7 separate regions of the Mus musculus genome follow, and regions 2, 3, 4, 5, 6 and 7 are each linked to region 1. A link is a contact called in public Hi-C, HiChIP or PLAC-seq, capture Hi-C and promoter capture Hi-C data. All regions are on one chromosome and are shown on one strand. The core of a region is the stretch at or near the end of the contact, and the rest is flanking DNA. Distances in the headings are between cores, read along the strand shown. Region 1 holds the start of Ocel1 (occludin/ELL domain containing 1). Region 2 holds the start of Il12rb1 (interleukin 12 receptor, beta 1). Region 3 holds the start of Ifi30 (interferon gamma inducible protein 30). Region 4 holds the start of Zfp961 (zinc finger protein 961). Region 5 holds the start of Mast3 (microtubule associated serine/threonine kinase 3). Region 6 holds the start of Pgpep1 (pyroglutamyl-peptidase I). Region 7 holds the start of Zfp617 (zinc finger protein 617).

What was found. A called contact is a pair of places that touch in the nucleus more often than the background predicts. HiChIP or PLAC-seq counts read pairs in DNA pulled down with a chosen protein or histone mark. Capture Hi-C pulls out chosen DNA fragments and counts their contacts.
Region 2: a contact with region 1 is called in an H3K4me3 HiChIP or PLAC-seq map of fetal liver, with 3 times the contacts expected there. The contact joins the promoter of Il12rb1 here to the promoter of Ocel1 in region 1. A contact is called at or near these places in 4 of 39 promoter capture datasets (hippocampal neurons, liver, pre-B cells and 1 more), 2 of 484 Hi-C or Micro-C datasets (embryonic stem cells and neutrophils), 17 of 115 datasets of contacts at active chromatin or transcription factors (astrocytes, bone marrow-derived macrophages, cardiomyocytes and 11 more) and 2 of 9 other capture datasets (embryonic stem cells and macrophages).
Region 3: a capture Hi-C map of embryonic stem cells shows a contact between it and region 1, with 4 times the contacts expected there. The contact joins the promoter of Ifi30 here to the promoter of Ocel1 in region 1. A contact is called at or near these places in 8 of 39 promoter capture datasets (the 3T3-L1 cell line, the SN4741 cell line, cranial neural crest and 5 more), 2 of 15 datasets of contacts at CTCF or cohesin (embryonic stem cells and large pre-B cells), 14 of 484 Hi-C or Micro-C datasets (CD8 T cells, bone marrow-derived macrophages, cerebellum and 3 more), 23 of 115 datasets of contacts at active chromatin or transcription factors (craniofacial prominence, differentiating embryonic stem cells, embryonic forebrain and 11 more) and 4 of 9 other capture datasets (adipose tissue, embryonic stem cells, liver and 1 more).
Region 4: a Hi-C map of the MNK3 cell line shows a contact between it and region 1, with 6 times the contacts expected there. The contact joins the promoter of Zfp961 here to the promoter of Ocel1 in region 1. A contact is called at or near these places in 1 of 484 Hi-C or Micro-C datasets (the MNK3 cell line) and 1 of 115 datasets of contacts at active chromatin or transcription factors (memory CD8 T cells).
Region 5: a contact with region 1 is called in a Hi-C map of neutrophils, with 2.7 times the contacts expected there. The contact joins the promoter of Mast3 here to the promoter of Ocel1 in region 1. A contact is called at or near these places in 2 of 39 promoter capture datasets (embryonic stem cells and stem cell-derived epiblast-like cells), 1 of 15 datasets of contacts at CTCF or cohesin (large pre-B cells), 7 of 484 Hi-C or Micro-C datasets (CD8 T cells, bone marrow-derived macrophages, embryonic stem cells and 1 more), 18 of 115 datasets of contacts at active chromatin or transcription factors (cardiomyocytes, embryonic forebrain, embryonic hindbrain and 11 more) and 3 of 9 other capture datasets (adipose tissue, liver and pancreatic islet).
Region 6: a promoter capture Hi-C map of adipose tissue shows a contact between it and region 1, with 2.0 times the contacts expected there. The contact joins the promoter of Pgpep1 here to the promoter of Ocel1 in region 1. A contact is called at or near these places in 4 of 115 datasets of contacts at active chromatin or transcription factors (embryonic stem cells and pancreatic cancer cells) and 1 of 9 other capture datasets (adipose tissue).
Region 7: a contact with region 1 is called in a Hi-C map of forebrain, with 5 times the contacts expected there. The contact joins the promoter of Zfp617 here to the promoter of Ocel1 in region 1. A contact is called at or near these places in 1 of 39 promoter capture datasets (hippocampal neurons), 2 of 484 Hi-C or Micro-C datasets (forebrain and uterus), 2 of 115 datasets of contacts at active chromatin or transcription factors (astrocytes and memory CD8 T cells) and 1 of 9 other capture datasets (liver).

What each region holds. Positions count from the first base shown.
Region 1 is chr8:71,368,769-71,372,823 of GRCm38.p6, forward strand. It overlaps Ocel1 (occludin/ELL domain containing 1), which reads left to right and starts at 2,530. Exons shown (of 4, transcript NM_029865.2): 1 at 2,530-3,217; 2 at 3,700-3,865; 3 at 3,981-4,034. The coding sequence starts at 2,907. Use1 (unconventional SNARE in the ER 1 homolog (S. cerevisiae)) reads left to right here. Exons shown (of 8, transcript NM_025917.4): 6 at 82-109; 7 at 364-535; 8 at 759-964. The coding sequence ends at 941.
Region 2 is chr8:70,806,040-70,810,282 of GRCm38.p6, forward strand. It overlaps Il12rb1 (interleukin 12 receptor, beta 1), which reads left to right and starts at 2,410. Exons shown (of 16, transcript NM_008353.2): 1 at 2,410-2,579; 2 at 3,792-3,851. The coding sequence starts at 2,513.
Region 3 is chr8:70,764,588-70,768,368 of GRCm38.p6, forward strand. Ifi30 (interferon gamma inducible protein 30) reads right to left here and starts at 2,076. Exons shown (of 8, transcript NM_023065.3): 1 at 1,922-2,076; 2 at 333-515; 3 at 178-207; 4 at 132-176; 5 at 1-52. The coding sequence starts at 2,044. It overlaps 6330537M06Rik (a long non-coding RNA gene), which reads left to right. Exons shown (of 2, transcript XR_003947402.1): 2 at 1,338-2,988. It overlaps Pik3r2 (phosphoinositide-3-kinase regulatory subunit 2), which reads right to left. Exons shown (of 16, transcript NM_008841.3): 16 at 3,589-3,781.
Region 4 is chr8:71,949,691-71,953,750 of GRCm38.p6, forward strand. It overlaps Zfp961 (zinc finger protein 961), which reads left to right and starts at 1,376. Exons shown (of 4, transcript NM_001164581.1): 1 at 1,376-1,470. The coding sequence starts at 1,405.
Region 5 is chr8:70,790,990-70,794,994 of GRCm38.p6, forward strand. It overlaps Mast3 (microtubule associated serine/threonine kinase 3), which reads right to left and starts at 1,444. Exons shown (of 26, transcript NM_199308.2): 1 at 1,237-1,444. The coding sequence starts at 1,325.
Region 6 is chr8:70,658,077-70,662,185 of GRCm38.p6, forward strand. Pgpep1 (pyroglutamyl-peptidase I) reads right to left here and starts at 1,662. Exons shown (of 5, transcript NM_023217.4): 1 at 1,534-1,662. The coding sequence starts at 1,567.
Region 7 is chr8:71,920,891-71,924,665 of GRCm38.p6, forward strand. Zfp617 (zinc finger protein 617) reads left to right here and starts at 1,935. Exons shown (of 4, transcript NM_133358.3): 1 at 1,935-2,082. The coding sequence starts at 2,080.

The sequences.
Region 1 (4,055 bases), core at 1,280-3,779:
GAACAGCATTTTGCTGATCAAGGTCAGAAGTTTGGAAACAAGAAAGCTATCTTCTTTGTTCTTGGCCTCTTTTGCTTCCAGAATGTGAGGTGGACATGAGGAAACGAGCGTGAGTATTTCAGCCACAGCGTGACAGGGAAGGGAAATGAGCGGCTGAAGCTGGGGCCCCTGAGCTGCTATAAGGACCAGCTGCCTGCTGGAAGTCCTTTCTGGGGCTGCTGTTCCCAGAATGTAAAAGAGCAGGGGAAACTGAGTCCCCAGTAGAACTGAGGGTGGTGCCATGGGCCCTGGGATCCTTGGGAAAGGGCCACATGGATGTCTTTACCTATCACTACTGGGGACCTACAAATGTGGCGTCAGCAGTGCGAAGGGGTCCAGACCTGCAGATGAGAGGCAGTCAGCATCCGAGCTAGACCTCGTCCTCCAGAGGCACCAGGGCCTCCAGGAAAAGCTGGCTGAGGAGATGCTAGGCCTGGCCCGCAGCCTCAAGACCAACACACTGGCTGCCCAGAGTGTCATCAAGAAGGACAATCAGGTGTGGTAACACTGCTGCCTCTGTCTGCCTCAGAAAGCTCTGCAAAAAAGGGGCATTGTGACTGGTGTTTTGCTGGTTGAGCAAGAGTTTGTTAAAGCCCAGGGGGAGGGGGTAGCTGAGCATGCTTGGCCGAGGTCACACTATGCACCAGAAGCACAGGCTACTCAGGAAAAGTCATACTTGGGTCTCAGTCTTGTTGACACAGCCCCTTCTTCTCCCACAGACCCTGTCACATTCACTCAAGATGGCAGACCAGAACCTGGAGAAGCTGAAGCTGGAGTCGGAGAGATTGGAGCAGCATGCACAGAAGTCAGTGAACTGGCTGCTGTGGGCCATGCTCATTGTCGTGTGCTTCGTGTTCATCAGCATGATCCTGTTTATCCGAATCATGCCCAGGCTGAAATAAAACAAGAAAGCCTGCACACCAACCCACATGTCTTCAGTGCTAGCAGTGTGTGTGTGTGTGTGTGTGTGTTGCAGGGGGTGCCTGGGCTGCAGGGTGGTGCCAGCCAGGACACCTCTATCCTGAAGTCAGCCTACAGCCCTTCACCTGGCCACTCTGCTCCAAAGGCGTAGGGCAGCCTACAATACACAACAAAACCAAGTCTCAAAAACAGGAAGAAAAGTTAAAACCTGCCTGGGAGAGCAGTGGCCACGCAGATCCCCTCCCTAGGGAGGCAGACTGAGTTTAGGGCCAGCCTGGTATACACAGAAAATTATAGGCCAGACAGGGCCACATAGTGGGACCTTGACTCCATCTTCCAAAAATAGCACAAGAAAGGCTTGTCAGGCGGCTCAGTTGGTAAAGACACTTGCCACAAAGCCTGACAGCCTGAGTTCCACCCCAGAGCATGAGCAAAATAAGCAGTAAGAGTTAGGGACAAAAAAGCCAATCAAAAACTATATTTAGCCAGGCACTGGTGGCGCACGCCTTTAATCCCAGCACTTGGGAGGCAGAGGCAGGTAGATTTCTGAGTTCAAGGCCAGCCTGGTCTACAGCGTGAGTTCCAGGACAGCCAGGGCTATACAGAGAAACCCTGTCTCAAACAAACAAACAAAAAACAACAACAAAAACAAAATTAAAAACTAATAAATATATTTGGGCCGGGAGTAGTGGTGCATGCCTTTAATCCCAGCACTTGAGAGGCAGAGGAAGGCAGATTTCTGAGTTTAAGGTCAGCCTGGTCTACAAAGTGAGGACAGCCAGGGCTACACAGAGAAACCCTGTCTCGAAAAACCAAAAAAAAATATATATACATATATATGTGTGTGTGTGTGTATATAAATATAGATAGATAGGCTGGAAAGATGGCTCAGTGGATAAGAGCACCGACTGTTCTTCCGGAGGTCATCAGTTAAATCCCAGCAACCACATGATGGCTCACAACCATCTGTACAGCTACAATATTCTCATATACATGAAATAAATCTTTAAAAATAAATATATTAACTGTAATGGTAACTTCAGGGAGTCTGACATGCACACACACATAGTTAGCATAATAAACGTCACTTCTTAGGGTCTAGGGAGATGACTCAGTGTAAGAGTGTGACTCAAGTATGCAGATCTAGGTTCCAACCCCTAGTACTCTTGTAAAATGGCAGAGGTGGGGAGCAGGAACCTATCAACCCAGTGCTAGGAGGGAGATACAAGCAGATCTACCTGGAGCCCGCTGGCCAGCCAGAATACCTAAACAGGGACCATCAGGTTTCGGAGAAACTGTCAAAAAAAAAAAAGTAGGGCTGTACGACACTCAACGACCTGTATTGGTCTCTGAGTATGTACAAGGTCACACACACACAAAAATAATACAATTGCTAAAGAAAAAAATAAATTGGTAAACAAAAAAAAAAAAGCAGAAAGAAAAGAAAAAAAAAAAACTACCTTATTTTCCCAATAGACTGGGGTAAATGAATAGGCCAAACAGCATAGTGAAGGGCTGATTCCAACCCAGAGAGGAACACGCGCCGCAGGCTCCGCCCACCCTGAGAGCCCCGCCCTAGCGGCCGAGCGCCCGTGCCAACGGCTCCACCCGCAGTTCCTGCACAGCTGCGTTCCCGGCGGCAGGGCCAGACGGGGCTCTGGGACAGGTGACACCGAGTGGGATCCTCGGATAACCACAGGCGGGCGGGGGCTGGAAGCTTTGTGGGCCGTAACCCCGCGAGGCAAGAGGCGAAGGGGTCGTCTCGACTCGGACCCCAGTCGCCCTCCGCTGCTTTGCGCTCTTCCGGTTTCAAGAATGGGGCGGGGCCCGCGCTGCACCGCCAGCCACTCTCGAGCATGACGCCGCGGTGACGTCGCGGCGCCTCGTCAGTGCCCCTTTCCGGGATCCGCACTCTGGGTTGCGCGGCCAGCCAACCGCGCTCGCGTATGCAAATACATGCAGGTCCCGCCTCCAGGCGCGGCCGGCGGGGTCCTCTGGCCAGGCTCTCAGGCCCGGAAGCCACTTGCAATTCGCGCCCTGCCGCCAGGGGGCGCCAGAGAGCTGCAGCCCCACGCATGCCTGCCCCGGAGCGTCCGCGCTCCAGACGGCCGCAGAGCCAGCCCGGGCCGGGAGAGCTCTGCGTGAGGCCCCGGAAGATCGTGTTTGCGGATGAGCTGCGCCCCCGGGAGCCACTGCACCCTGAGAAGCATCCCAGAGATCTGGGACCCCGCCTCAACCCAGTACCTGACTACGAGCTGTGAGTGCCCACTCGTTGTAAGACCAGGTCTGGTCGTCTAGTCCAAGATAGCCCCTACCTTAGTCTCCTGAATTCATCATACCCACGTTCCCTCAGAGCTTCTTAATGCCTGGGAAACAGAAAGGGGCATTGAGGCTGGGGTTTTGATGGGCGAATAAGAGTTTATGAAATTAGGAAACGGAATTGGTGGTAGAAGGCATTTTGATTTGGTGGTCAGCACTGGCAAAGGAAAGCCAATTGCCGGGCCTAGCAGTGGTGACACACGCCTGTAATCCCAGCACTTGGGAGGCAGAGGCAGGCGGATTTCTGAGTTCGAGGCCAGCCTAGTCTATAGAGTAAGTTCCAGGACAGCCAGGGCTACACAGAGAAACCCTGTCTCAAAAAAACCAAAAGAAAAGAAGAAGAAAAGCCAATTGCCATGATGGGTGGAAAGACAGATTTCCCTCTACTTATACACTGACTGACCCCTTCCAACCTGGTAGTAAGTACCCACCAGTGACCAACAGAAGGGACCGGAGCCGCTATGCCGCAGTGTTCCAGGACCAGTATGGCGAGTTCTCGGAGCTCCAGCGGGAGGTGGGGGCCACACAGGCTAAGCTCCAGCAACTGGAGGCCCTGCTGCTGTCGCTGCCCCCGCCACGAAGCCAGGTCAGCCCAGGAACTCCTGTGCCCCAGCTTCCTGCGGCTGTGCAGCTTCTACTGGGTGGCATGCTGTCAGGGTCATGGTGGCCCTTCTGAGCCCCTTCCCACCTTGCCCTTTCAGAAGGAGGCTCGCATGGCAGCTCATGTCAGGAGAGAGTTTGAGAAGAAGCGAGGGGTGAGTGGAGACTCCTGGGGT
Region 2 (4,243 bases), core at 1,160-3,659, 560 kb before region 1:
GGCTGGAGTCTGGCTGAAAACCCATGTGCAAAAAACTCAAACTGCATGCAGCCTTTGCTCTCGTGTGCTGGCTGGGGCCTGACAGCTCCAAGAACCAGAGCTCCTGACCTCTTATGAGCAATTCTCCTGCCGTGGTCAGGCAGCAGGATCAAGGTCCACCTGAGGTACATCAGACCCTGTGTTAACAACCCAAATATAAAGACATAAATGCCTTTGAACAGTATAGCTGATTTTCTAAATGTTTTTATGGGAGTTGGTCAGCAGTTAGAGCATCGGCAGGTCCCAGTGCCCCCATGGCAGCTCACAATCCTCTGTTCCAGTGGATCTAGCACCTCTTCTGGCAGCCACCATGCACACGTGTAGTGCACAGACATACATGCAGGCAGCCACCACACACATTAAATAAGAATAAAATCTTTTAAATTGTTCTTATTGATAACTGGTGCCCGTATGCTTGTTAATGAACAAAGTTTGTTCCTTGAAAACTCCTATTCAGTCTTCAACACCCTCTCTGAATGCTGTTTCAGGGCTTCAGAGTCTCTTGGGCACAGAAAGGGAAGGTCACTCCCTTGACTGGGCCACCAGCAGCAGAAGCCGAGACCATAGGGACATTCAGTGGTTTCTTCTGCTATGGTTTCCGGGGCCCTTGTGACCTATTCCTTCCTGCTCCCCGCCCCCATGTGTGTAATGTTCCTGAAAGTGGGGCACTCTGGGCACTTAGCTATCTATACTGAGCTTTCAAAGGAGCCTGTGGGTGGGGGAGGAAGACACGTGTGAGTGCCCCACAATGTGACCTCAATAAGGGGAAACTCAGCACCCCAGTGTGCTTGGGATCTCCTCCCCACCTCACACACCCTCCATGGCTCCCTAGGTCCTTCCTAGCTAGGCAGGCCCCCCAGCCTGGCACTTGAAGAAGCTTGAGGCCATGGTCTTGCTGCCACCAAGCACCGACTATAGCTGCCTGGCTGCCATTCACCCAGCCCGGCCTCCTTCACATGCAGCTTGTTGGGGGAAACAGAGACAGATACATGTATTTGTGTGAAGGCAATGGTGGCAGAATGTGGACAGCTCCCAAAGAACCAAGTTTGGCCCCCGTGATGCTGAATCACTCCATCTCTTTGCCTCCAACTGGGGCCCCTGGACTCAGTTTCTTTATCTGTGATGTGGAGTCAGCCATAGCAGTCTTTCTGAGAGCAGGCCATTTTAAGACAATGGTGGGGGCAGGGTGCAGGTCAAACTCATGCTATACTCTTCCACGACCTAGAATGTTCTGAATGGCCTAGAACTCACAGCAGTACCCCTGCCTCAGCCTTCCAGGTAAGTGCTTGGATGGCAGGTTTGTGTTACTGCACCTGGCTTTCCCTGTGTGTCTATTCCATCTCCCTGACTCCATCCCTCCCCCAGCCCCTGGTCCCTCCCTGTGAGCACCAGGGAGCCAGTCTGTGTGGGTCACACGGGTGGAGTGTGCCAGGGCAGAGACACAGCCTCATTGTCCCAGAGCTGCTGACCTCATAGCCTTCAGGACACTTGACCCTGGGCCAGGCTGAGCCAGCTGTCCTGAGAACATAGCCCCTGCTCCAAGCTGCCCTCCCCCCAAAAGAGCACCATGAACTCATCTGTATAGGCCTCAGTTTCCCCTTATGCCCAACCCACAAAAGATTATCATCTGTGTGAGCCCTGGAACTTTTAATTTGAGACAGGGTTTCTCTGTGTAGCCCTGGCTGTCCTGGAATTCACTCTGTAGACCAGGTTGGCTTCAAACTCAAGAGATCTGTCTGCCTCTGCCTCCTGAGTGCTGAGATTAAAGGTGTGGACCATCACCACCGTGCTTTGATAACATCTTTTTTTTTCTCTCCTCCCCTGATGACATGTTTAAAGAACGGTCATACCACTTAATTTTTTCTTTCTCTCTCTTTCTTTCTTCCCTTCTTTCTTCCTTTTGTCTATATAGTACAGGCTGCCCACAAAAATCATGGCCATCCCTTATCTCAACCTCCCTGTACTAGAAAATGGACTTTAAAATGCAACCTGCAGGTGGGGGCTCAGTTTCTAGAGCATCTATCTGCACAGCATGCAGGAAGCTCTGGGCTCCATCCCCAGTCCCCGTTGGATCAGGAGAGGTGTGATACACACCTGTCATCTCAGCACTAGGGATGTGAGGGCAGGAGTTCAAGGCCAGCCTCAGCCACAGAGTAAATTTAAGTTCATCCTGAGCTACAGGAAACCCTGTCCCCACCCCCCACCCACCCCCCAAAAAAAACCCTCCAAGAGATTTCTAGGCTTACTCACCCCAAGGTGGGTTTGTAGTGCAGAGGGGCCCCCACCTTTGGGCTGACTTCCTGGCTTTTGCTTTCACTTTGACTGGCCTGGAGACAATGAGTTTTTCTTTCTTTTCTTCTCCCCCTCTTCACTTTCTTTCTCTCTCAGTGTCAGTGTGTTTCTGAGCGTGGACAAGGCGGCTGGGCCCCTTCAGCCCTGCAGAAGTTCCTGGGGCCTCACGACTCGGCTCCTCATGGACATGATGGGGCTGGCAGGGACCAGCAAACACATCACCTTCCTCCTGCTTTGCCAGCTAGGCGGTGAGTCCCCACCAATCCTTGCACCACTCTCCTGGGTAGGGAGGGGTCCCTGGCAGCCTACAGGCTCCATGGCCTGGTGGTTTCTGAGGCCGTCTTCCTCTTTGTCCTTGTGGCCTTGGATCTAACTTAAGTCCGGGTTTGAGTTTCCCCTCTCAGAGGAGTCTGACCCATTCCAATCTCCCATCTTCTTAAACAAGAAAAGCTCAAGGGATGGCAGACACATGGAAGATTGCATGTTCTGCACACAGCTTGCCATAGACTCTCATACATGGGATATGCACAGGCCGTGCCTATCAGGACAACGCCTGGACCAGGCTGAGAAGGGCCGGGGCCCCGTGGATCCACCTCAGTCATGGCTGCTGTGTGACTCTGGGCAAATTCTATGCCTCTCTATGCCTCTCTATTCCTCTGTAGGCCAGGCATCTGTAGCTTGTTGGCTCCAGGGATAGCAGTCAGGATTGCCCCAGCAAAAGAGCTGCAGGCCTTTGGAGGATACCATGTGCTACTCATAGCAAGAGGCAAGGGCCCCTCCTACAGAGGGCTACCATCCTAGAACCTGAGGCGGCAGAGAGGGAAGCATGACTTCAGGCTGCAGGGCTGGGGTCACCAGGGGAGGGAAGAAGACCCTCACCTTAGAATCCAAAAGGCCAATTTCACCGGACAATCTTGACATGCTTCCAGTTAGGCTGGCGTCCTTGCCTGGTGTGTCTACACTCTGTGTCTACATAGGCTTCTAGGGAGACCCTGGTGCTGGAACACCTCAGTGGAATCCCCACAGGACATCACCATCCCCCGGGGACTGTTATTGCCCCTGACTACCAGGATCGTGCACTTGTGGGGCTGTTACCCTCCTCAGCAGCTTGCTTTTCTAGGGCAAATGTGCTGCCCCACCCCCCTTCCTGTGTGTGCCCTTGGCAGTCACAGAGGGACCCATGGGCCACCTGGGGGAGGGATGACGGCTGAGAGAGGACGGACTGATGGACAATGGGTGGGTAGACAGGTTGGGTGAGAATGAGCGTTTGAGTGGGTGGGTGGATTTTTGGGGTGTGGGGTGGGTGAATTGGGTGGGTTGGTAGGGGTGTGGGCGAGGGATGTGTGGGTCTGCAGGCTGCTGTGCTGATAGCAAACAGACACAGACGGACTCGGGGGTGGGCAAGCTGATGTTCGCTCCTGTGCTCTCCCAGGCTCACAGGACTCACGCTTGTCTTTCAGCCTCAGGCCCAGGTGATGGCTGCTGCGTTGAGAAGACATCGTTCCCAGAGGGAGCCTCAGGTCCGACACAGGTCCTCCCAGGCTGAGAGCCACACCACACTCTGCCTCATGTTACCCCATGTGTGTCCCTCCTTCCCAGCCCCTGCACGACTGGACCCTGCTGGTCCCTTTCAGGCACTCATGAACATAGGTCGCCTTGGCCCCTCCTCCTTTGCAGCCTGGTCTCAGGGTTTAAGCACCTGTTATTTAGATGGGCCAGTGTTTGGGACAATTACCAGCTACATATTTGCACTCAGTCCCTAAGGGAAGTATTTATATTTCTTAACAAATACCACAAAAGAACCCCAAGAAACAGGGTCCCCAATCCGCTGTTATCCCAGGCCTTGGAAGACTCCGGGAGTGGGAGTAAGGGGTAGTGTGGGGCACTAGGGGTTCATAGTCATCTTTAGCTA
Region 3 (3,781 bases), core at 826-3,325, 600 kb before region 1:
AGACGATGGTTAGGAACGCTGCCTCCTTTTCCAGCTTATCCAGCAGACAGGCCTGGAGAGGCAGGCAAGTGTTGTCCAGAGAAAGTGGCCAATCCCGCCTCCCTTCACCGCAGGTCCGCACTCCAGCTTACCTCCACCATGTTCAGTCTACACTCCAGCTCCCCGTGCTGGCACGTGGAACTCCCACGTACCGCTGACATTTCTCTCCTGCAAGATAGCAATGGATCTTGGTGAGCTCAGGTGACTAGGTGTTCCTGGTGAGCTCAGGTGACCAGGTGTTCCTGTCCCTTGGCATCCCTCCTGCTTCAGTTTCTTTGCCCCGCCCCCAGTACCTGTGCATTCCCGTAGGGCACCAGGGTGATGTTCATGATTTCCATCACCATCAGCCAGGTTGGGAACAAATCCCGGACGAGGAAGTAGCGACAAGCTCCACACAGGGACTCATAATACAGGCTGACTCTGACAGGTGGTGAAGGGGGCAATGGGCGTGGCCCCAAGAGGCACACATCGTGGGCCTGAAAGGAAGAGAGGTGTCTGGTGAGGTATGGCCCCGGTCACCCCTGAAGAGGGCAGCCCTATGCCAAGACCCTTATAGTTCGTTCAGCCTTGTGGCACTGGGGACTAAAGGTTTCTTTGCACGTGTTGGGGGAGCAGTCTCCCAGTGAGCCACATCCCGGGCCCTCTGAGGGTTTTTTTGGGGGGGGGGTTTAGAGACAGGGTTTCTCTGTGTAGCCCTGGCTGTCCTGGTACTCACTTTGTAGACCAGGCTAGCCTCGAACTCAGAAATCTGCCTGCCTCTGCCTCCCAATTGCTGGGACTAAAGGCGTGCGCCACCACCGCCAGGCTTTTTTTTCCCCCTCTGAGGTTTTCGAGACTCTAGATCCTGTTCCGCAATCACAGTTTATCTACAAAACGGAACCTGACAGGCTCTCAAACAGTAGGTGCTCAGCGAATGCACAATCTTTAACTATATTCAGGAAGTGCTAAGACAACACTAGCACCCGGGAGGCAGAGGAAGAGTTCCAGGCCAGCCTGCTGTACATAGTGAGTTCCAGGACAGTCAGCCCTACACTGAGACTCTGTCCCCTCCATTAACAAAACAGAAAACCAAACCAAATCAAAATAAAGTAAAATAAAGTAAAAGAAAAAAAAAAGATATGCATATTTCTAGTTGCTGCTCTCTCGCTCAGCTTTGTCTGTTCAGAGATGCACACTCTGAAGCCAAATACATGCTCTCTCGCTTGATCTCTCTCCGTCCCTCCTCCCTCCCCACCTCTGTAATTTTGCGCATCACAGCGATGCCTTTCACCCACGAAGACTCTATTCTTCCTCTCCAGGGACCCAGGGAAACTTCACCCAGTCTGATGCCCGACTAGACACAGAAGGTGCCTGATGCGTGCAGAGACTTCCGGTCCCCGGGGAGGGCGGGCCGAGTCTGAGCAAGGATCTAGGCGTGCGGGGCATGTGTTTGCTCCAGGTCAGAAGCACGCTAGCCCCCTCTCTTCTTCGGCTGGAACGCACACCGTAAGCGACAAGAATTGTGTGAGGGTGGAGACCAGACAGTGATTCAACAGGTCTGGAGCAGAACACCCCCCCTCACACACATACACACACCCCGTGCGCGTGCCCATCCCTCAGCTCTTCACTCAGACATATCCGGTAGGTGGTTGATAAATGCTCAGGCAAGGCGGGCAGGGGATAGCTGCATTTTTCAGACCTGAGATGGGGAAGAGAAAGGACGTGGACACGGTACTCAGAGTTCAGGGACTGGATTAGGGGTGGCGGCCCTGGGCGTGACAGCTTTCCCTGAAGACATTGGAGTTCCCCAAAACGAGTTCACGGAATAAGTGCAGAGAAGTCCCTAAGCTGACAGACTGGCGGGCATCTGACCCTGGGCCCCTTCCTGCGTTGCGGTCCCTACCTTGCAGGTGGTTGTGCCTTCGGAGGATGCTTGCGAAAGGGACGCAGTGGCTGCTCTGGGAACCTCGAGTGGGAACAGCAGAAGCAGAAGGGACAAAAATGGTAGGATCGGAGACCAGGACATGGCTGCGGAGGAAAAAGCTGGCAGGACTGCTTGGTCAGGCCAGGAAGGCGGGAGACTTTAAGCAAGTGGAGGCCCCACCCACTAAGTCCACGCCCCATCCAGGCTCCTTCTAACCCTGGGACTCCTTTCCTGAAGGCTCCGCCCCAGCCAGGTGCTGGTCCCAAATCACGAGGCCACAAGACTCTGTCCAGCCTCCAGTCCTCCGCGGCTAGCATGTCTGGTCACGTGAAGTTTTTGGATCAGGCATGGGAAGGGGGACTCCAGACAGTGACGACCAGACCGAGGGACAGGAGGCTCATGTTCTTCCCCAGAGCCCAGCGGAGGTGGGGGAGTGACACATTCTCATCACTAATTCTTACTGCCATGACTCCAGGTCACAGCAAGCCAGCCCCGCCCGCCCGGCACATCCCCCCACCTCCGCTGATTCAGGCCACAGCAAAGAAGCTAGCTTAGGCAGGGCAACTTCCCATCTCTGGTTCTGGGCCCTGGCTTGGGTTGAGGACATAGCTGAGGTACTTGCTTCCAGCAACTGAGTGTGAGACTGGAGATGTGCCTGGACTCCAGACACTGTCCTTTTCCATCAGCTGCGGTTTCCCAGTCTGTGAAATGGGGTGCTAGTGACACATGACTGTGGATAGAGTCGCCAGGAAAGGATCATGCTGTGAGAGCCTCTGCACCAAGTCAGTTTGAGAATTGAACCCTGGGTCCCTGGAGCAGTGACAGGCCACAGAACAGCAGCACCAGCAGGAAAAGTTCCAGCTCCAAGCGTGAGAAAACCGGGTTTTCTGTGTAGGAGACAGCAAGCTAGAGGGGATGGCGATTTGGGATGGCTACATGCTGAGTTCTGTTCTAACCAAGTCTTGATTCCAACCCTCACCCCTCTGCAAGCTGGGCAGAGACCACCCCTGAGGCCACGAGTACGGATAACATTTGTTTTCTCTTTTGTTGATTTGTCTCCCCAGCTAATAAGCTTGTGATTGTGCCTCAGCTTCCCAGGCTCTGGGGTCACAAGGTGCTGTTTGTCTTAGGTCACTTGCAGGATGCAGCATGGACCAAGGCCAACTGAACCCATAGGGTAGTGGGTCAGGGACGGGTTCTGTCCGTTACTGTCCTAGCTGAGCCTAAACGCGCTGGAGGGGGAATGGGAGCACTTGGCAAAGTACTCATGGGCTTAAGTCTTGATGTGTTCCTACCCTAGTGCAGGACTTTTGCTAATGAGCACAGATCCTGGGGTCTGGTCAGCAAGTGTGCAGAGGGCCAGAGCTTGGTCTCCCCTCACAAATCAGGGAGACTAGGGACAGGCGACACCCGCCTGGGTGGCTGGGAGGTTGTTGCCTTTCTTCCTGATGAGGAAGTTAAGGACGACATGGGCGTCACAGCTTGTGTCTGTCCGAGCACCCTGGAGCTGGGGCAGCAGAAGAGGGGCTGTTCTTGGGTTTAGGGTCCCTGGCAGGCCAGGACATGGGTATGGGGCATGGCCACTGGCAGGACAAAGTCTGTCGTTCGCAACAGGGTTTAGGAATTCCAGTCCCCAAAGACACTCAGCCAACAGGTACAATGTTTCATATTCGTATCAATAAATGTACCGTACAAAACCTGCTGCCCATCCGCCCTGGGCAGGTATGGGGTCCAGGGAGCAGGGACACACCCAGGGCCCTTGTCCCAAAGGGGAGGCGATTGCACAGTCTGGAGAACAGCGCAGGGCCTGGGCGAGGGCCAGAGTTTGTATTTTGCCCG
Region 4 (4,060 bases), core at 126-2,625, 580 kb after region 1:
AAGGGCACCCCCAAGACTCAGAGAGGACCAAGAGAAGACCAACCGATAAGTAGGTCATTATCACACTTGATCGCCTGAGGAGACTCAGTACCTGAAACTAAAGCCAGGGGTGAAGCTCAGGAAGGAGGTCTCATCTGCAGGACAGGGTTGGGGGAAAGGGCCAAGCATAGCTTTAAAGACTGTGCCTGGTGGTATCTCTGCAGTCTCTACTCCTCAGGGAGACTGCTGCCCTTCAGATGTTCTTAGAACAAGCCCCAGACCTTAGGAGCATGGAGACCACTGACTCCATGATGGAGTTGACATTTGGTCTGTAAAACTCAGCACATAGACAGCACCACCTGCCAATCAAAGCCTATAGTTCTGGGAAAGTCTCTAAATGTACAAACCTTGGTTTTTTGGCTTCTATAGTTTTGCTTCTGGCTCACTGATCTTGCTAACTGAAGCATGTTGACCTGGAATATGGTTTTTGTGTTTAAGAGCTCACCCTGAGAAAGGCCCTCAGTACTACAATAGGATCCTTAACATCCAGTGTAGTTGCCAACCAGTTAATAAAGACATTCTATTGGCTTAAACCATGTCCAAGCAATCTTCTCTGGCTAATATCCCACAACATTCTGATTAAAGAGCAATTCTGCTTCTGTAGTTGCCTATCTACTTTCTAATTATTTCCAAGTCACCTCTACCAGTCCCAATTGAACAGGGAACCTTATCAGTAATGCTACACAAAAGGAACACAGGATATCTGAAATACATCACAGACCAAGCACATAGTGGCCTTAGAAATGATATCCACAGCCCTGGGTTGTGGGGGTGGGGTGGGGTTACAGAAGGGGTTGGGGGTGAGGGACTTACTCGCTTCTCTGGACACAACCCGGACCTTGTCAAGTCTGACCCTGGCCTTGTCCTTTCATCTGGCCTTAGATTAAGAAAGCTTTACATTGGCTAGCCCCACAACAACTTTTATAGTAGCCGGCCTTGAACTCCAAATCCTCTTCCCTCCATCTCCCCAGTGCTGGGATGGCAGGTTGTGTGTGTCATCACACCCAATTTTCCGCGAATAAATCTGGCTTTTCTTGTGTCCTTTTTGGAAACAAGGTCTCCTGCAGCCCAGGTTAACCTCTCACTAAACAGTCTAGGATTAGCCCGCAACTCTAACTCACTCGTTCACCTTCAGCCAGGCGCACAAGCCCAGTCAGACCTGAGCCTGCTGTGGGGTGCCTCTGCGAACCCCAGACCTGAACATCAGTTTCCGGACTATGTTGAAGGCGATAGGTCGCTGGTCCTGTCTATCAGGGACTCTAAAGCCAATCGGAATCGCTCATAGCAGAGCCGTCCAATCAGCAGCGGGAAGCCTCTCGGAGGCCGGGCGCCGCCATTTTCGGCGCTGTCCTTGGCGGCTTAGCAATGCGCAAGGTACGCGGCAGTGACACCCGCCACAGCGCAGCTCAGGCAAGACGAGAGTGCACCATGGTGAGTGCATCTCAGAGACGCGGGTGGGAGCGGAGGGCAGAGGAGTGGCGGGCTCTGCGCAGTCGGAAGCTCGGGACTTGCCGAGAGTTTGCAAACCGACTCTGGTGCCCTTTTCCAGAGCCCGCAGCCGAACCGCAATGTAAAAGGGGATCATGTATGCTTGTGTTCAGGGGTAAAATGGAAAGGACTATGTAGGGTCCCCACGGAGTTAATTTGCTCTTTGGGCTGGTTTTGTGGGGTGTTTTTTTTTTTTGTTTGTTTGTTTTGTTTTTTCGAGACAGGGTTTCTCTGTGTAGCCCTGGCTGTCCTGGAACTCACTTTGTAGACCAGGCTGGCCTCGAACTCAGAAATCCGCCTGCCTCTGCCTCCCAAGTGCTGGGATTAAAGGCGTGCGCCACCACGCCCGGCTTGTGTTCTTTTTGATGTTTTAAATTTACACTTATTTATCGAGGTGCCCATGGGGCAGTAATCTGAGTCTGGTCTCTCCTTCCACCTTGTGGAACCTGGAGAACGCCAGTCTAAGGCTTGGCAGCAAGCGCCTTTTCAGCTGAACCATCCCACTAGCCCCTTCTTTCTTTTTCCTTTACTACTTTTTATAAAATTGCATTTCCTATGTGAATATTCCCAACCCTGTATAGCCACCAGCAGCCGCGGAGAACTGGGTTCCTGAAAAGAAAGCTGGGGCTGGATGCGAAGGACAGACGAGAGAGGAATGAAACAAAGACAGAGTTTCTGAGCAAGGCCCAGTGTTTAATTCTTGAGTCTGGTTTTTAAAGGGAGGAAACCCATCCCCCACTTTGCCAGGATCTCATCAGGAAAACAGGCTCAGCTGGTAGTGGCTTCTTGCAGGAAGCTGCAGCTGCAGCTTCACCTAGGTCAGAAGACCCTACCCCAGTTGGGCTAGCCAGCAGTGGCAAACAAGGTCTGCTTTAGCCTGCTCAAGGCTGGGGGAAGGGCACAAACCTGGTGGGACCATGTGTTTCTAGGATTCGAGAAAAGCAACATATATATGAGCTTTTGTCCCCCAACAACAACAAAAAAAAATCACATCTTCTTGGAAAAATTTACCTTCAGTTACTGTAGGTTTCTCCTTTTCCTGGTACACCACAAACAGAAGAGGTGGGGGTAAGAGGCCCACTGTAACCCCCAACTGACCAGTACTACTTCATAACTTGTGTCTGGACCCTGTAACAGCTGTCTTGCTTGTGGACAGAAACAAGGACCCAGTCCCACAACAGAAGTGACACTTTGAGAGCAATCGAAGAATAAATAATACAGAGCATATTAGCAGAAAAAACACAGCTCAACAAGGAAGACAGGCATAGTTTATTGAGTGGCCATGACTGGAACCCCCAAACAACCCTCTATGTCTCGCTGTGGACACATGAGTGGTGGTGGAGGCCTTTAATCCCAGCACTAAAGAGGCAGAAGCAGACAGATACTGATTGTGAGGCCAGCCTAGTCTACAGAGTGAGTTCCAGAACAGCTAGGGTTACACAGAGAAACCCCACCTTGAAAATACTTTAAAAAAAAAAAAAAAAGGAACAAGAGTCAGGAAGTGTTTATCAAAGGTGTCAGTGGGCCTCAGGTTTAAAGCAAGTGTGAACTCAGTCCTGGAGTTTTCTGATGCTGTATGTAACATTCTCAGATATTCTGGGTTTGATGTAAGCTAGTGGTTGACTAAGAATTGTAGGATTTTTTAATAATTTCAAGGGGCCAAAAAACAGCCCTCAATAATTTAAACTCTCCATAATCTTTTGAGTGGACCCATGTGGGGACATGGGAACTGAACCGAGGACCTCTAGAAAAGTAACGTGCGCTCTTAACCACTGAGTCATCTCTCCAGCCCCTTAAGATGGTCTCACTATGTGGCCCTAGAACTGAAAAAGTATAACTCAAAAGCAAAATTCTAGACCTTTAGGCCCAGGCTTGAGAATGCGACCTCTGTGACTCAATGCTCCAAGGTATGCTAATCATAAAACAGATAACGACATTCCTCCATCCACCCGCTTCCTGGGTTCAAGGAGTGTTCATTCAAAGAAAGTCATCCTGACCCACCCTGACCTGCTGGAACCGGCTATGCAAATGTGCTATTGTTAGGGGCTCTTAGAAACTGTCTTGAGAAATAACTCGCACAATTACCAGGTATTCCTCGTGACTTGTAACTTTGTACTCCCTTGTGACTCTTAACTAGTATTTTTGGTATTTTCCAACAACGCCCTCCGCATCTCCTTGAGTTGTGGTTTCTTCCTTTAAATACCCCCTTACCCAGCTACTTGGGGGGCGCCACGGTCCTCTACCCATGTATGGTGTATGACCGTGGGCCCGAGAGCACTCTTGAATTAAAAGTCCTCTTGCAGTTTGCAGCAAGACTGTTTCTCCTGAGTCAGAACGTGGGGGAGTCCTCACATTGTGGGTCTTTCAGAACTCGTAGAGCAGACTAGCCTGGGACTTCAGAGATTCTCCTTCCTCTGACTCCCAGGTGCCAGTGTTAAAGGTGTAGTCAATGATCTTCAAGGTAAGCAGTCATTTTGGCCTCAAAAATCCTTAACATAGATTCCTGTCCTCTCTCCCTCCCTCCCTCCCTCCC
Region 5 (4,005 bases), core at 194-2,693, 580 kb before region 1:
CCTGCCCTCCTTCCCAGCCCCCTACAGTCACCCAGCAACGGCGGCTCTGACTGAAGGCAAGGAGAGCAGCCCACACAGCCCTCCACCAACGCAGCTCTGTAAAAGTGTCAGGGAGGGAGCGACAGGAGGGGCCCTAAGGAGGCAGGGAGGGTTTTGGGTAACAGAAGGGCAGTTTGCAGGCCAAGATAGGAGGTGCCGCAGGCAGCAAAGGGCATAGGTTTTAGGGAGCTGAGCCCAGCCTGTCTGTTGCTGCAGGAGGCTCTGTTTTCCCCATCAGGACAACCAGAAGGTGCACAAAATCAACACACCCTGTGAAGCTGGCCTTGGGGGACCTATGCTCTAAGAGCCTGCCTACAGGAGGCCACGCCCCCAGAGTCAGCTAAGCCACAGGTGTGGACACAGTACAAACCAGCATTGAGCTGGGGGACCCACCAACTGTACCTGCTCTTCACACAGGGAAATCGGGGCTACCAGCTACCAAGAGGGTAAAGAATTGCCCCCTAGGCTGAAGTGTGGGTGCAGAAGCGGAACCCAAAGGGCCCTGCAAGACTTCCTGTCGCCCCCCCTCTGCACACGACACACACTGGCAGCCACATCCTCTCCCTGCCCTGCTGTCCCATGGTCCTGCACCGGTAGCCAATGAGACTGGTTGGTTCCTTTCCCTTATGCTTAGACAAGACCTTGAAAACAACCATATTGGACGCCTCAGAGAACCTGGATCATCTCACTTGAGCACACATTAAATGCCAACTGCTTACACTGTTCCTTGCTCTAAAAGGCCTGTAAGCCATGGTAGGCACCACACTATCTCAAGGCCCAGTCGAAGCTTTGGATCGAGCACTCAGGGTCCTTGCATCTCAGACTTTTCCCAACTATGCTAACCTAAATACAGAGAAACACAAGCACAGAGAGGTTGAAGAACTACCTGGAGTCACACCGCACGGTAAAAGCTATCTTACAATTAGAACCTGGGTCGACAGTTGAGGCACCATCTCTCTTGGCCTCTGTGCCTTGCAAAGGAGGACCTGGGCCGAGGAGAAGCATGCCTTCTTGGCTGTAGACCTGCCACCCACTCGTCAGTCTGGGCCATGAGTATTTGCATCTGCGCCAACATTTCCGCTGAGTGTCCAGAACAGACTGCTTCATTCTTCCCAAATTCATCGCTTTGCAAGGCCCGAGTCCCAAGTTCAAATACCGGCGTCCACAGCTAGACCCTGCGCCCCAAGCCGTCCCTACCTTTTGGAACGCTGTAGCAGCGCACCCTTGGCCAGGCGGCTGCGGTGCCCCGGGGCCGCGACCGCGGTCCAGTAGCTGGGGTCGGACATGCTGCCGCCCTCCGTCTGCCCGGGCCTCGGCCAGATCGGCCGGATTCGGCCTGAGCCCCGTAGAGCGGCCCAGTGGCCGCGGGCAACAAGGAGCGCGCGCGGTAGCAAGGAGGAAGCCCGGCTGGGAGCCCCGCCCAGTCACGGGGCGGAGCCTGAGGGGGCGTGGCGTCGTGATGGAGGAGGAAGGGGGGCGAGGCGTTGCTACAGTGCTAGGCGGGGCGTTGCTAGGGTCCCCAACTAAGGAGCTTTTGTTGCTACAGCTCTGCCGGAAGCGCTGGGATGGAGCGCAGTTAGAACCCGCCTGTCGGTGCCCAGCATTGCCAGGGCCTTGAGGGACAGCGCGGGGCGTTGCTAGGGCCCCGAGCAGATCGGCGCGGCGTAGTGGACGTTGCTAGGGCTCTGGGACTAACGTGAGCGTTGCTAGGCCCCCTAGCAGCACAGGCAGGGGTTTGCTAGGGTTCTGAGCATAGGGGGCGGGGTTACCTGGCCGTTGCTAGGGCTCTAGGTAGCAAGGGCGGGGCGTTGCTATGGACCTCAGCAACACAGGCAGGTTGTTGCTAGAGCTCTAAGCACCAGGAGAGGCACCCTGACAGGAGAGCGAGGCGTTGCTATGGACCTCAGCAGCCCAGGCAGGGCTTTGCTATGGTTCTGAGCATTGGGGGGGCGGGGCTACCTGGCCGTTGCTAGGGCACTGCGCGGTGAGGGCGGGGCGTCGCTAGGGCCACAACAAGCAGGTGGGGCGTTGCTAGGGCCTGGACGGCGGAGTAGAGCTTTGGCGGTGCTAGTAGTGCAGGCTGTGACGGGTCTGCCCTCTGACTTGGAGGTGTTAGCCCTGCCTGGCTCTTCCCCTTTCCTTCCCATCTGTATGATGTCTGCGATGAACGCAGTGTGCATGGCCACGAAAGCCATTACCAAAGGCGATAAGTCATATATACTACAAACCAAAGGAATATGTCCTTTTCCCCCAGGTCCTAGGTAGCCAGTGGTCATTCTGACAGCACCCGACTCCCTGGACTTTTAGACACCGGATCAGAGCCTTGCTCGGATTTGAAGCTCAGATCCTATATTTGGTGCAAGAAGATAGCTGGGGAAACTGAGGCACATGCACCCAGGTTTTCCCCAACTCATCCTTGTCAAGTCACTCTGAGACTCTGCCACGTCTCCTCCAGGCTCTTTGCCACGTCAGGCGTTTCCCATGCTGCTGGCTGCAGCACAAACCCATATCCAGTCATTTATTCACTTGATAAACATTTATTGAACACTTACAGTTTACCTGCCTCTGGGACATCTAGGGGTGACTTCAAGGTAGTCCTTGATCTCAGATAAGGAGACAGATGAAGAATGTCAAAGAGTAACTTCAAAGAAAGAGGGATATAGCTGTGCTGGCAGAATGCTTGCCTGGCATGGAGGGCTCCATCCCAGCCCTCACCACACTTTTGGAGGTGGTAACACACACCTGTTGTCACAGGACTTGAGGGGTACAGGTAGGAACTTAAGGCCAGCCTGGACGATATTTCTTTCTCAAGAAATAGCAAAGAAGGCAAGCAGACAGGCAACATAATAATTTTGACCATGAGAAAGAAGAGAATCAGTGGGCATGGGGAAAGAGTGTCACAGATGGGGAGGAGGGTGCTCGCTGAGCTAACCACACAGCTGCAATAAGGATTGGAGCTCACTGAAAATGCAACAGGGAGCCATGGATGGTGTTAGAGCGCCTCCATGTCTGTCCTGGAAAGCAAAGAAAGACCTTTGAGAAGCTGGGATAGAGGGTTAAGCCTCTAGTGAGGAGCTGGTGGCATGAGGGGACAAAAGCTGAAGACTACATCATGGAAAGACCTGGAGAAAGGGAGTGGCTAGAGCCCAAGTTCTGAGTCACAAGGACAGGCCCTGAAGTGGCCACATGTGACCAAGAGGATCATGATCACCTTGTGTCAGGTCTGAGCACTGAGCTCAAAGCCTCCTGACTGTGGACACAAATGGTGATGGAGCCCTGGGCTTCATACACCTCCAGGAAGAGCCACCCACCACTGTTGTGCCTGGGAACACACCTCCACGACACACCTGATACACAGCTGTTTCCTTATCCCCAGCCACAGACTAATGCCTTAGCAGCCCACCTGGCCTGTTTCCCACTCTGAAGAACTGGGCTATGCAACTATCCAGAGTGCCTGCCTGGCAAGGCTGAGCATACAGGGGTCCCTGCTCACAGGTCCTCTGCCGAGGGGTTCTAGATGAAACCCTCTTGGGGCAGAGGCCATAACATCACCTGTGACTTGCTCTGGGGACTTTGCTTTATCTCTCTGCTACTGCTTAAATGGCAAAGCCTTGGGTATGTCTTAATCTGGCCAACCCATCCTGTTACCTCTTCCCACATTCCAAATAGCTGGACCACTGTCCCCAGCCCCCATACCCTGCACACCCCAGGTACATTCCCTCTGAGCCTGGCCTCCAAGGCCCTGGGCAGTCTGTGGCCTGTAGGGTCAAGTCAAGATGGCCTTTGACCCTAAAGGCCAACAGAGCCCCTCTACCTGCTTTCTTTTCTTTTCTCCTTTCTTTCCTTCTTTCTTTCTTTCTTTCTTTCTTTCTTTCTTTCTTTCTTTCTTTCTTTCTTTCTTTCTTTCTTCTTTTTTTGGTTTTTTTGGTTGTTTGTTTTTTTAGGAGACAGGGTTTCTCTGTGTAG
Region 6 (4,109 bases), core at 412-2,911, 710 kb before region 1:
TTGCCAAGAAAAGTTAAATTGAGAAAAACAAAAACCAGCCCACTGGCCTCTGGGTGCCATGGTGCAGACCCAGACTCCAAGACTGTTTCAGGCCAGTCCAGGCTACATGAGACCCTGCTTCAAAATAAATAAATACAGCTGGAAAGATACCTCAGTCAGTTGCCACACAGGGCCCGAGTTCAGCTCTCCAGCACCATATACCGGAGGTGAGGAGGCACAAACTTGTATTCCCAGGGCTGAGGAAGCAGAGACAGGCAGTCTGGGGCGCTATGGCCAGTTAGTCTAGCCTAACTGGCAAGCTCTAGAGCAGGGGTTCTCAGCCTTCCTAATGCTGCCATCCTCTCTTTCTTTCTCTCTTTTGCTACTTCATAACTGTAATTTTGCTATTGTTATGAATCATAATATAAAAATCTGTGTTTCCCCACAATCTGAGGTGACCCTTGTGAAAGGGTCAATTGGCCCACAAAGGGGTCGTGACTCACAGGTTGAAAAATGCTACCTCTGAATGCGTCCTAAATTGAGACACTTTCTCAAAACAGAGGTGGATGGAGCCTGAGTAATGACACCCAAGGTTAACCTCTACACACACACACACACACACACACACACACACACACACACATCTAAGAACCTGGGTTAGTGTAACTCAGGTGGTAAGAGCCTGCTGCCAGTGTTAAGAGGTTAAGAGAGAGCCACCATACCTCAGGACAGCAGGTAGAGGACACATCTTGGGGCATCTCATCATGGTGGCACATGCTGCTCACCCTATCATTTGGAAGTTTGAAGCTAAATCATCACCCTGGGTTTGTAGCCAGCCTTGGTCACAGAGTTAAGTTCCAGGTCAGCAGGATAGTGCAACAGAATGAGACTCTATCTTAATAAACCAACCAACCAAATAAACACCCCCACCCCCAGAATGCTCCAATGGATCAGGGACACTGTCGTTCACACTTGTACTGCAGGGAACAGCAGGGAGAAAGTCCCAACCTTTCTCAGTTATAAAACACCTGTAGGAGTGGGAGTTTTTCCTGGCTCACTCCCTGTGGCCTCTCAGGGCAGAGGCTAACCCGAGTGCCCTCCTCCAAGGCCTGGAAATAAGAACAGTTGGCTTCCGGGGGTGCTGGTGACAGTAGGAGCTGGTCTCTAGAGTCCCTGGGTCATTCCGGGGTCAGGTTGACTCCAGGCCCAACACCTGCCCCAAACCGGGTTGCAGGCCCCTCCAACAATACAAGGTGCCAGGAGCAGAAGCTGAGCGGATCGTATGTCACTGGGACTTTTCCTGGCCGTAAACCCGCCTTTGTCCCCGGGGTCAGCGGGTGGGGACATGCCAGAGCTCTGAAGAGGCAGGGAGGGACTGCAGTACGCGAGGTGACCTGTCTGCACCCTAGTCCCCGCGCACTCCGAACTCCCGGCCGCGTGACCCCGGACTTTCCAGGTTACCAGGACCGAACGGTGCTATCGCGGGCGGCGACAACTGCAAACCTCTGGCAACCGCGAACACTTGCCCCGCCGCCCCGGTCCAGATGCACCTACCGGTTACCACTACCGCCTTCCGCGGCTGCTCCATGGTGGAATGCACTCTCTAGGATCCTGGCTGTAGGGACTGGAGCGGACACGGACCCCCGAGCCCCGCCCGGCCGCTCGGCCCCGCCCCCTAACGCTGGGCCTGCGCGGACACGCCCCGGACACGCCCCCGACCAGCTGTACGCTCCCCTGCGCGGCCCCCCGGGTTCCGCCGAGCCCCAAGCGCACCACTACACCCTGGACCCCAACGCCCGGGCCAGGCCATTCCTAGGCCACGCCTCCTAGAAACCACACCCCTAGCCAACCCCGCCCCCAGTCTTCCAAAGACCCTCCTCCAGGTCCTGTAAGGGACCCACCACGCCCCCAAGAATCACACGCCTGGAGCTTTCCAAACTCTCAGGTCGGGGTCACGCTCCAGCCAGGTCCCAAGCTCCCAAGACACTCCCAAACCCATCCTTAAAACAACTGGGCCCAGGTCATGTACCTCCGCCTACTCCCACGCAAGTGCAGATCCTTCCAATGCCCCTCGGCCAGGCCGCAGTCCACGTTCACACCCGCGACCCATGACATCCCTGGCTCAGGCCATGCTCTCTGAAACTTCTTCCTTCTAAAATCTACTCCGCCCTGAACCCACCTAGGGCAACGACCCCGACCCCCCTTCCCTTTATGCCACTGAAAACACTGAGCTGGGCATGCATACCGGGTCTCCATCTAGGCTCCGCCCCCAGTCTACCACCGCCAGGTTCCCTGTGGCCGCAGGGCTCACAAGGTACCTGGAGCCATGCCCCGCCCCAAGTATCGACCAGCCCAGGCCATCTCCCCTGGTCCCCCTGCCTGGCCACGCCTATTCGCTGCCAGGACCCTCCCCCTACTTGAATTTTAAACGTGCCTCCAACACGTAAGTGGGCAATGGGAGTGTGCTCCGCTCCAACCTTCTCAGTCTCAGTTTCTCTTCCTGTAAGACATAGGGCGGGGGAACAATTTGATTGTGTTCACTCATCACAGTTTACAAACAAGGACACCGAGGCATGGCTCTGAGGAAGACAGAAGTGTCACTTCAGCAGAAAGCTGAGGGAGGGGCGCAGGAGGAAGAGCTTTGACTCTCTGCCAACATGGCTAACTGGAATACTTCCTTTCCTTGGCTCCAGGTTGCACCTTATTACCCCAGAGCCTTTGCTCACCTGCACATCTAGCTGTTCACTGCCCAGACTTCCTCCTCCTGCAGTCCTTCTCCGACTGTCATCTCCTTTTAAGGACGCTGTTTTTCCATCCCCTACCTGGACATCGTTTAGGCTCATCTTAAGGAGGTCCCATTTTTCTAATGTTTCATATTTTTAAAAATCTTTTTTTTTTTTTTTTTTTTTTTTTGGTGTTTTCGAGACAGGGTTTCTCTGTATAGCCCTGGCTGTCCTGGAACTCACTTTGTAGACCAGGCTGGCCTCGAACTCAGAGATCTGCCTGCCTCTGCCTCCTGAGTGCTGGGATTAAAGGCATACGCTACCACGCTCGGCTTTAAAAAATCTTATTTGTTACTATGGTGTGTGTCACTTCAGCTGCTTTAGGGTTAGCCTGTCAAGGCAGCCTTTTGCTGAAGGCTGGTGTTTGACCTGGTGCCCAACCACCATTTGGGTACCTGGGACATCCCCTGCCTACCCTGTAATCCTCTATTGTGATTTCTGCAAAAACACCAGGAGAAAACAGAGCCCCCTATCTGTGTCTGCAGAGGCAGGGTGGGGCCTTACTGAGCCACAAGCATCTTGTTCCAAGCAGTTATGACCCTCCATGTTCCGGGACACTGGGGGAACACTGGCTCCCATGCACAGCCAAGAACCCTTCCTCTGACTGCATAGCATATAAACAGACAAACGGATCCATAGTATGTTGGGGGAGGGGCAATAGGAGAGAGAGAGAGAGAGAGAGAGAGAGAGAGAGAGAGAGAGAGAGAGAGAGAGCAAGAGCACATGCAGGGTAATTAGGAGAATGAGTAGATGGGGGCCCTCATTGGACTGAGTTTAGGCTGGGGAAGAAGACAGGAAGGGCTAGCGAGAACTGTGAATTGAGAGACAGTTACTTGAGACACTAAGGGAGCCTGGAGGCCAGCATGTGCTTTGGTCTGCTGATAGGCACCACTGGTAGCCATATGTTCCTTCTGCCTGAAGTAAGAGTAAGAAATGACTCCTTTTGGTAGATGGGAAATAATTTCCAAGATCCTGAGGAAATCCAGCATTTACTTAACTGCTAGAAATCTTCCCATAGCCCAGGTTGAACTCATTTCTGGATAGCTGGACTGCCTTTTGGGGCTTGGAGAAATAATTTCCTTTGGACCTGATACCAGGGAGTCCTGTGTACAAGCCCAGGCTGGAAGTCACACTCAACACAGCTTATTTGAGCTCTGGCATCCTTATGGATGGTTGGAACATCTAAGAGCCCAGGTCCCAATACACCCAGAGACACACTCATAATCCAGAGGTACCCAGAAGGCTGCAATCAATTATGTAACTTTAATTTGTTTAATTTTTTTATTTTTTAAAGATTTATTTATTTTATTTATATGAAGATACTGTAGCTGTCTTCAGCCACACCAG
Region 7 (3,775 bases), core at 685-3,184, 550 kb after region 1:
CCTGTACTCCACTGCTGCTGCTGCTCTTGGTGGTCATCTCATGGTACTGGCATCTCCAAAACACTGCGTTCTGAAATGGTTACTCCCTGAATGAAAATTTTTGACATGAAGGCTGTTTGGTATGGTTGAAGAGGTTCATTGTAGACAGGAGAAACAATACAGCCAAAGAAATCTAGAAGCGTCCAGACTGAACCGGACCATGAGAGGAGAGGTTGCCGAAAGCAGGGGAGGAGAGAATGGGGAAAGAGGACCAAGAGAGATCCAGGAAATAAAAGATAACAGGATCAGAGGCTGGGGGAAAGGAAGCCCAGCCTCAGGCAGTGGAGGTTTAGGGTAGGGAGTAAGGTGAGAAGTGCTGGGAGAGTTGACCAGAGGCTGCTTTATCTATTAATAGGCACCTCAGCCATTTGTCCAGGGATTCTGTGAGATCCAACAGCCCTCAAGGTGGGCCAAAGTGGCTGGTTTTTACCAGCCTGCTCCTTTAGGCCCAATCTCGTAACTTTTATGCAGCCCTCACTTGGACAGAGTTAAGCAGTGTGTTGTGCTGTGACAGTTCTCAATAGTACCTGGCTCGTCCTTGCTCCCGTTCAGGTACACTATGCTGAAACATATCAAGTGATATGAAAGTTCCTGCCCCCTAAAAGGTAATTTTTTAAAAAATCAGACCTTTTTATTTGTTCTGGGGAGTAGTCTGAGACACCTTAGGAAGATAGATAGCTCTGGGATTTGGTCCAGACAATGAAAGCTGTATCTCAGGCTCTTCTGCTCTCCCCTCCCCTTCTCAAGGTTAGTCTGTCCACCTCTGCCTGCCCCTCATCTCCTCTACCTCCTTCCCCACATCACCTCCTCCCAGACCCGCCTGCCAGGCTTCGAATGGAAGCCTGCCCCTTCTTTTTTTTTTTTTTTTTTTTTCTCGAGACAAGGTTTCCCTGTATAGCTCTGGCTGTCCTGGAACTCACTTTGTAGACCAGTCTGGCCTCGAACTCAGAAATCTGCCTGCCTCTGCCTCCCAAGTGCTGGAATTAAAGGCGTGCACCACCACGCCTGGCCCCCTGCCCCTTCTTTTAAGGCCTTTTTTGTTGGTTGGTTGGTTGGTTGGTTGGTTTTTTGTTGTTGTTGTTGTTGTTGGTTTTTTCGAGACGGGGTTTCTCTGTATAGCCCTGGCTGTCCTGGAACTCACTTTGTAGACCAGGCTGGCCTCGAACTTAGAAATCCGCCTGCCTCTGCCCCCCCCCCCCGAGTTCTGGGACTAAAGGTGTGCACCACCACACCCGGCTTAAGGCCCTATTTTTAGAGCTGCATAAATTGTACTGTTTCTGTCTAATGTCACTTCCACCTACAGGGCTGAGCATGGCTTGAGGCACTTTATAATAAACCTCATTTCTAAAAAGAATGTCCTTTGTGGAAGAGCTGCTGAAGCTTTTTTTTAATTGCTGGAAAGTACAGTTTTTTTAATGTTGTCATTAGCGTGTATTAATTACACGAAAAGTTTCAATATAACATTTTCATTCATGTATCTTGTTTATATTCATACACACACAGACCTTTACCTGCTCTTGTCCCTCTCGAATTCTTTCATCTTTTATGTCTTTGTGTGTCCCAATGAATCTCATTAGTGTTGTTGACAGGAGAGGGAGTGGTTGTGTCAGTAAGAGGGAGAATAAATTTATTCTGTCACTTAGGCTTCGGAGACTGGATCTGTGGGCCCAGCAATAAGGGCCAAAGGAGCGGCAGGTAGGGTGCCGAGAGGCAGCGCCTTGTCCGCCATCTCCCTTCCGGGCGGTTCTCAGTAACCAACTGTGGGAGTCCCGGACGGTTTAGCGTCCTTGGCTGTATGACGCCATACCCTAGGAAAGGTCGGGAGGTCCGCCGGAAACTCCCGGTACAGACACCAGTGTGTGAGCTGGCCAATCAGCAGCGCCGGCGGGAGGAGCGGAAGTTCCTCACCCGCCATCTTTCTTGCTGGCGCTTCCCTCCTCACAGCTCTCAGCTGAGGAAGTCCAAGTTGCTGAGCCTCCGCGGCCGTGTGAGTGCCTGTTCCGGAGCCTCTGTGGAGCCGCGGCAGGCCTGGGCACAGACATGGTGAGCCAGGCGAGTGGCGGGGCTGTGCGCGGCGCCCTTGGTCCCGGGCGGCGGGATCCCGGTGCTGCGCCGGGGGACGAAGGGCGGCTGCGCACTGTCGCCTGCGGCTCCAGAAAAGCTGCTTTTCCCCTTAGGGAAAGTCAGTCGAAAGCGGGATTCCGAGGCTGGATGATGTGGAGCCGAGCTGGAAGTTTAGGAGACAATTCTTGCGAGTGAGAATTTACGCCCCGCCATGCACGGAGGCCAGGGGAGGTCACCCGGTGTCCTGCTTTGTCACGGCCCGCCTTATTCCTGTGAGACAGGGTTTCTTACTGAACCTGTGGCTAGGCTGCCTGCTAGCAAGCTCCAGCGATCCTCCGGGCTCTGTCCCCATGCCTGGCATTTACTTGGGTGTTTTTTATTTGAACTCGGGTTCTCACCCTTGCTCAGCGAGCACTCTTACACACCGAGTTATCTCTCCAGGCCCGAGAAACATGTCTAATATAGATCTTAAGCGCAGAGATTAATGGAAGTGAACCTGGGAAAACTGAGACATACCGAGATGTGAGGGAACTTCTCAGGGGACAGTCACAGTTCTTTTCCATGGGTACATGCGGCTCCCGCATTTAGGATTGTAATATCCTCTTGGTAGATTATCCCTTTATAGAGTATGACGAGACTATCTTTATCCCTTCTGACTTAAGGTCGGAGGAAGAACTTTTCAATTTTCGTCATCTCTGTGAGTATGGTACTTGAGGGTTTTCAAGTTTATCTTTTACTCTTGGGTTAAATACTGCTCTTACCTCTGCTCCTTTTTCCAGTAATAAAAGTTTTTTTGGAAACGACTGGACTTTAAGTCGTGGTCAAGTTCAAATCATAGTGAATTGCAAACGTATCGGTTTCTTTGTTTTGGATTTTTTTTGTTGTTTTGCTTTGTTGTTTGTTTGTTTTTGTTTTGTTTGAGACTAGATCTTACATATCCTAGGCTGTTGATAAACTTAGTTTACAGCCAAGCTTGACTTTGAGTTTCTGATAGTCTTATGACTACCTTCCAAGTGCTGGGATTCTATGAGCACATCACTAGCTCCTGGTTTTGCAGCTCTGAAATTTAAACCCAGGGCCTCATGCATTCTAGACAAGTATCTACCGTATACCAACTGAGCTACAGTCTCAACTCTATATCAAATTTTATTCCTGAGTAACTTTTCTGTGATCAGCACTTAATATTATTTAATTGACTGAACTTTGTCCTCATGGTATATAGTGGGATCCACTTAGTATTTATTTGACTATTAATTATCAAGTGGCTATGTCTTTCTTTACATGTGGTTTAAATGTTTTAGTAATTTTTCCATCTTTACTGATGTGATGGTTTAGTTTATACTGAGCACACTCATCTTTCTCGATTCTTGTATTGCAGATATTTTCCTTCTATTTTATTGTCTTTGCACCCCATTAATTGATATTTTTCAATTTGTCAAGACATTTAATTACTTCTTTCCTCCTTTCAAATAAAGAATTTTACATTAAAATTGTATAAATCATAGGGCTCGCTCCCTCCCTCCCTCTTTTCATAGGCACTACAGGAACCCAAACCAGATGTGCATAACTAGTCAGGTATAAAACCAAGCTCCCCTTACAAACACACTAGAATAAGAACTTCCCTGAGGGATAGGAAACAGTTATGTTCTCAGGGAAATTGAAGATCCTGGAT